2 separate regions of the Danio rerio genome follow, and region 2 is linked to region 1. Evidence: chromatin contacts called from public Hi-C data. All regions are on one chromosome and are shown on one strand. The core of a region is the stretch at or near the end of the contact, and the rest is flanking DNA. Distances in the headings are between cores, read along the strand shown. Region 1 overlaps cyp1d1 (cytochrome P450, family 1, subfamily D, polypeptide 1). Region 2 holds the start of tmc2b (transmembrane channel-like 2b).

Region 1 (3,427 bases), core at 212-2,711:
ATTAAGTCTCCAGCCTGCCATAGTTTTTGTTTCTGACTGTCTTTAGTGATGATGGCCTATTTGCGAACGAATCAATAGAACGGATCTTCTAAGTGAAACAGTTAAAACACGTCTTTAAATTGAACGGAGTTGTCAAGAAATGGTTTGCGTCTTCAGTAAGTACTAACATACCAGATACCCCCCTCTGACTATAAATAAACCCATATCCTGAGCTATTCAGTTACTAGAACTGTATAATGACTCATCTGCTGTGAAAAACGAGACCTGATGATAATGATGAGTGCGAGCCGAATGTCCCCTCGCAGGACGCTCTCCCATTGAGTGTGGGATTCAATCTGACTGAGGTCATTTTTATTCCACAATATATTTTGTAAAAGCTAATTAACCAGGGTAAAAAGCAACTTGTGCACATTTTCTAAAAAGTAACTCAAATAATATGACCTATTATTAAAAGTAATGTGTTATATTACTCATTACTTTGGATATAATATTACGTAACACACATTACTTATAACATGTTACCCCAACACTGTATTTAGCCACATATAGCTTAAGAAAAATATGTCAAAAATCATGCTTGGTGTAATTTTGCCGTTTACATTTGCTAAAAAATGAACTGAAAGTCTAGAACAGGCTTAATACACTCAGTTTGAAAGGAAAATCTAAATAATATGCATTACATCTTCATCAGTTCAACAGATTACCCTAAATTTCTTTCAGATGTCTCTGGTTGCAGCCACTTCTGAGTAACCCTGTAGATAATATCTCATTTAGACAAAATAATTTCCTGTTTATGGCAAATTCTTTCTTTTCCAAAAGGCCAAAATAGAGGGAGACCACATGAAAAACAAGCTTAGTTCTCCTTAGGTCCTAAATCTTTTAAACTCTGCCTTCAAAACTGTAAATCAAATTGTGTATTATTTTTGGTTTCCTGTTTCTGTCTCAAAGCAGACCACACTTCACAGCTAATGCAGATCCAATTTCTCCAAACAGAGTTTAAGAAAGGGACATGCATGATGGGAAACTTTTTTTCCAGAATGTTGTTTTGTTGAGTCTTCACCTATCTCTTGGACGATTTTATCCTGGATGTTTGGAAACTTGATCAGGTATAATAGACTCCACTGCAAACCAGTGATGATGGTGTCAAAACCTACAAGGAGTGAAAAAGCAATAGTCAAAATTTATAAAGTCCCCAAGACACGTCACATTTACCAACTAAGATGTATTGCTGGGTAAAAAAACAATGTTCTCAGGCTAAAAGATTGAAACTTAGCAGTTTGAGCTCCTCAGGGCGGGTTGTTAAATACTCTTTAATGAACTAGAACAACCAAGATGCATAAACTGAGACAAGAATGAATAGCTTGAGCCAAGAGCCGATAAAAAACATGCATCTAAATCAAATTCTCAGAAGAACTGAAGGTCTGACTCTGGTAGGAGAGTCTGCAGTGCCTCCCCTGTGACTGCAACATAGAGCCAGCAAAAACATCTGGTTCTGGTCTGGATGTAAATGCATGTTTACAACAAGCAAACCTATTAGCGCAATGCAGCCTTGGAGGGCATGTGGTTATGTCTGACTAAAAGAGTCTAAAATCGATATGAAATATAGCAGGACAGGTAATACATTTTTACCTTATGTAACAGCTATGTTGTTCATGTTCATAATTTCAGGACTTGTAGAGAAAAACACTGTCTGTTATACATCCGAAAGCACAATATGGGTCTCTCACCAGCTCCGAAGATGTCAATGACACTGTGAACGATCTGGGAGTTGCTGAGCACAGCTGATTCCTTGTCCTCCTGTCTGTCCTCACACATTGCTATAAGGGCATCAGTGATGTCTCGGATACAGTTCTGTACAAAAAAAAAAACACAAAGAATCAAATGTGCAAATGTTTAAAAAGAATAACCTGTATTCACTTTATGTCACATTTACATCCGTCTTGTTTCTGGAATTGTATGTACAGTATGTGTGTCTTGCCCAACATTGTTTACACCAAATTCAACTGTGCATGTGAATATTTAACTTTGTATCAACAAAAACTCCCTTCACAGGCACTCTGCGGGAGAAATTTAGGTCTGGTTATATTTTGGAGCACATTATGAATTAATTCAGTGTATTCAGCAAAATGCATTACCCTCACAGAAAAGCCACATGAGCTTCACATGTGCAATCCTGTTAAAATCACATGTGATATGTGTGGAACATGTGAAATATTTAAAACATTATCATGTGAGATGGCTGTGATCGGGGATGGCCAGTATTTATGATACTTATATTTCAATTCCGTATTTTCAAATACAAAATAGTATTTTGTAATTTGCATTTGATAGGGTTTATGAAAAAGGGTTAATATTTTGTATCAAAATACTTAAGTGTCTTGTATTTTTAAAATAACGTTACTGAAAAATACTTTGTAAAAAGTCTACACCATGACATCATAAGAATGCGGCCTCCGATTGGTGCTTTCTCATTTATTTGCCTAGGCTTGAGATCAGACCAAAATATTGATTAATATTGAATGCTTGGAGTATGGATGGAACTTATGTAAGACACGTGAATACAATAACAGAAAAATGGCAGGGGTATATGTGGGAGCAAGTCAATAATCATTAAAAATAATAGACTGCACAATGCTAAGACCAGTTATATTTAACAGCTGTACAGTGTACAAAGCATTAGCATATTGGTTTAAAAAATGAAAATAAAATATCAGTTCAAAAACATGAAATATGGAGCGTACGGCACATAATCATTCTCAGTCTCAGTGCTGCAGGTAGAAATGCAGAGGAAATTTTGAAATAAAAAAACACCTAAAGATTGAGTACTAAAGGGAGTAAACTGAGACTCTTTCAATTAAAGGAGAACTCTTGGGAAAGTGAGTATACTGCACAACTAATAGTGGTTTTGGATGGGTTGCTGATGTAGATGCCAAGACAATAAGATAAACAACATAAAAATAAGTCCTACAGTGGTGATACCTACAATACTTCAATGGCTGTGTCAAATGCCAACTGATCTGCAGGTCAGGGGCGCCTCCAAGGGGTGGCCAGGGGTGGCCACGGCCACCCCTCGGTAAACTCTGGCCACCCCTTTGGCCACCCCTTTGGCCACCCCAATATAATTTTGCGGTTGACATTATTGATTTAAATGAACTTATAAATTCCCAATATTTAGATAAATAAATAAATACATAAATAAATAAATAAAATGCAGTCACTAAATTATTGTTGGTGTTACTGACGTAGCTCTCCCCCTCTGGTTCAATGCTGGTGAAAGCAAACTGACGCATGCGCGCGGAAAACCATTCCCGCGCGCCTCACGCACTCCTGTGTGAATCCCGGTTGGTTGTTTGCATGCACGCCGACATAATAGGCACCGCTCATGCGCCGTGAAACCGGAGTAACAGCCTTTTGTGCAGAAGTGTCG
Region 2 (3,374 bases), core at 60-2,559, 37 kb after region 1:
AGATTATTTTATGGCAATAGATGTATATGGCTGTTTTAATAAAAATTCTGAGGTAATGAGGTTGTTGAACGGCACTCTTTGTGTGTGTGTGTGTGTGTGTGTGGCATGAAGAGGGAGACTAGAGAATACTGCACCTGCTATTTTTGCCTTTGTTCTTTTTCTTATCTTTATCCTTATCATCATGTTTATCGTTACTTCCTTTTCCTCCGGCTTTGCCATTCCCTTTCTTCTCCTTGTTATTCTCCTCCTCTTTCTCCTTCTTAGTTGCTCCTTTCCTCCCACCTCTCCTTTTATTTCCCTTTTCCTCTTCGCTCTCCTCCTCTGACTCGTCTTTCTTTGCTGTTCTCTTCCTGGAATTGACAGCTTTCTTTCTTCTTCCCTTCTGTTCTTCCTCACTCTCATCCTCGTCTTCTTGCTTCTTCCTCCGGCCTCTCCTCTTGCGCGGCGATTCATCCTCCTCTTCTTCGCTCTCCTCCACACTGTCTGCTGGTTTGGCTTTCCTTCCTCGCGCCGCAGGTTTTGGTTTATTCCTGCCTTTTGCTCTTCTTTTTGAGTCCACTGCAAAGAAATAGATAGGTAGAAAAACTGACTGTGATTCAAGAAATATTTAAAGAATTTAAAATTTATATAAAAATAACAATAATAAAATATTTAATCACATTATTATTTATTTATTTATCTCTTTGGCTTAGTCCCTTTGTTAATCAGGGGTTGCCACAGCGGAATGAACGGTCAACTAATCCAGCATATGCTTTACACAGCGGGAGCCCTTCCAGCTGCAACCTATCACTGGGAGACACCCATACTCATTCACACACATACATTATGGACAATTTAGCTAACCCAATTCACTTATACCGCATGTTTTTGGACATGTGAGGGAAACCGGAGTACCCAGAGGAAACCCACGCGAACACAGGGAGAGCATGCAAACTCCACACAGAATCTATCCCAGGTGAGGCTCGAACCAGCGACCTTCTTGCTGTGAGGCAATAGTGATACCCACTGCGCCACAACGTCGCCCCAATCACATTATTATATAGATTCAATTCATAATATTGTAAATTATGTTATTAAATGAAATTCAAAATAAATTGTAGTCATTTTAAAAAGAAACACTGTTATAAATAATATGAATGAAATGATATTTCAATAATATTTTTACAATAAAATAACAAAGGTGATTATAGTTTCAACCATCTTCAAATCTTACCATCACTTCCACTATCAAATTCTGCATCCATTTCCATCCCAACTGTAAAACACACATACAAAGATTATATTAATAATCAGGTTTTATGCATTTTTTTTTCATTTGTGATACTTAAAATAACTCAGAAAGACAATAACTCTAAATTCCTGTCAACTAAGTGCAGTTTATGACAAAATACATTACATTAATGCATGTTAATATTAATCATTAAAGCACTTATCGTATATTATATTATATTGACTTTCTAAAAAGGAATAATTATCAAGCATTTAATTACAAAAACAGAAACACATACAGTGCTCAGCATACAAGTACACCCCTCACAAATCTATCTTTTAAATTAATATTTTAATAGGAAGCTATACAATTTTATAGCTATTACAATATTACTCAATTATGCTGAGCACTGCAATTATGAATAATAATCAGCACTAAAATCCTTAATTGAACTGCATAAGACTATAAACACTATCTGGGGTGCATTTTCCAAACAATGACATAACTAGTGGCTGAACTATCATAATACGATTCATCGTTTGGGAAAAGAATCATGTAGTGAGGAGTGTTCCCCCAAACCCGTAGTTCGTCTGTTGCAGATCCATTGTTTGAACCCTTTTTATTGTGTAAAACCTCCATAATGACGCTCTAAACTGAGCGGACTAACAACTTCTTTGGAGAAAATGACCATAGTTTTTTGTATAAAATTATACTTTTTTACACACACACACCCACTTAATAAAGTCCAATATTAGTTTTAGTAAAAACGTGCACTCATTTTCTATTTTAACTTAAATATATGTAAACGGCACATATAGAGCCAATGTTCCCTTTACAAATATTATTGAGAATATTCTATGTTAAAACATGAAACTACTTGGCTAACATTCTAATCTCTTATAAAAATCATATTAATTGTTTATGGTTGTAATTTATGATGGGCTACTTATTAAAAACAGTAATAATAATAATAATAATTATTATTAATATTATTTCTTATTATCATTATTATTATTTTGTCATTAAATAGGATATTGTTTTTTATAAATATTTTTTTTATTTTTACAACTGTGACATTCAACATTTCTTAATAAATAAGCTACTATATATTAAAAGCATTAAAAGTAAATAAAAGTATGCTATATTTTTTTGTTTTCACAAGCTTTGCAGACGTAACATAGCCTTAATTCTACTGTTAAATAATAGGTCACATATAGCTTTCGTCATGAGCCACACTGTGGTCAAAATGACATAAACGTTTTCAAAGTGTAAATCCCTGTAAAAATGCTGTGTGCCATAGACATATTTTTCCTGTTGTCCCAACACAAACTGATAAAATTAACTTAAGTGTTTTTTACAAATGTAAGTGGATTGAAAATAAAACCACTAAGTTGTCCCCCCAAAAAAGAATGGTGTTGATTCAGCACTTTTTAAGTAAGTAGTTTTAACATGCAAATAATTTAGCAAAAAAAAAAAACACACATGTAAGAGTCTGAAAGTAGCTCTGCACACTCACTCAAAATTATTCAACAAACCAAGAAAATTATTTAACAATCTTTAGAAACATAAATATACTTACCATCATCCATGGTTATCTCAATATCACTTTTTCTGCGGGGCATCTTGCCAGTATAAGATGTGCTACTGAGACTCGCGGAGCATCTAGTGCTGATGGCACACCTGACTGTCAGTGGGTCTCTGTTAACAGGTGCTTTGCTTCTACAGGAGGAATCAAATGACTCCTTGACTACAGTAAATGGTAGTCAAGGTCTAAAGCCGAGCTGCGAAAGCCAGGAAACAAAACGCCAGGATACAGGGCAGATCAAAGATTACAATAATCAAAGTGGCTCTCATGATATCTAAACACAAGGATTGAAGATGAGATGTCCTGTTCTGGTATCTGCATCAGATAAAATGTATAAAACTGATTTTATATATAAAAATGTACCTTAAATGCAAGCAACGTGTATATCATAATGTTTCAAATAATGTTTGTCAAAGCAAAATATCAAAGTGTGGGTGAAATAGTGTGCTTTCATTCATTGTAACAGATGTTTTCATGTTGAAGAATCTGAAGGATCTGAGAATCCTTGTAATCCTTCTTGTGTTTCAAGAAAAACCATTTATTTGCGTAGTGTTTTATTTTCATTTGCTTACATTAATT

What was found. A called contact is a pair of places that touch in the nucleus more often than the background predicts.
Region 2: a contact with region 1 is called in a Hi-C map of embryo, with 1.6 times the contacts expected there. The contact joins the promoter of tmc2b here to the enhancer-like site in region 1. A contact is called at or near these places in 3 of 18 Hi-C or Micro-C datasets (all in embryo).

The regions. Positions count from the first base shown.
Region 1 is chr5:26,224,665-26,228,091 of GRCz12tu, forward strand. It overlaps cyp1d1 (cytochrome P450, family 1, subfamily D, polypeptide 1), which reads right to left. Exons shown (of 8, transcript NM_001007310.1): 4 at 1,728-1,851; 5 at 1,061-1,150. Among named protein-coding and RNA genes, the nearest start is that of cyp1d1, 9.1 kb to the right of the region's middle. Within about 2 kb of position 1,462, at least 6 of the 62 cell types and tissues checked have an H3K27ac peak or open chromatin away from gene starts, as enhancers often do.
Region 2 is chr5:26,261,579-26,264,952 of GRCz12tu, forward strand. It overlaps tmc2b (transmembrane channel-like 2b), which reads right to left and starts at 1,310. Exons shown (of 20, transcript NM_001302223.1): 1 at 1,214-1,310; 2 at 313-558; 3 at 106-118. The coding sequence starts at 1,270.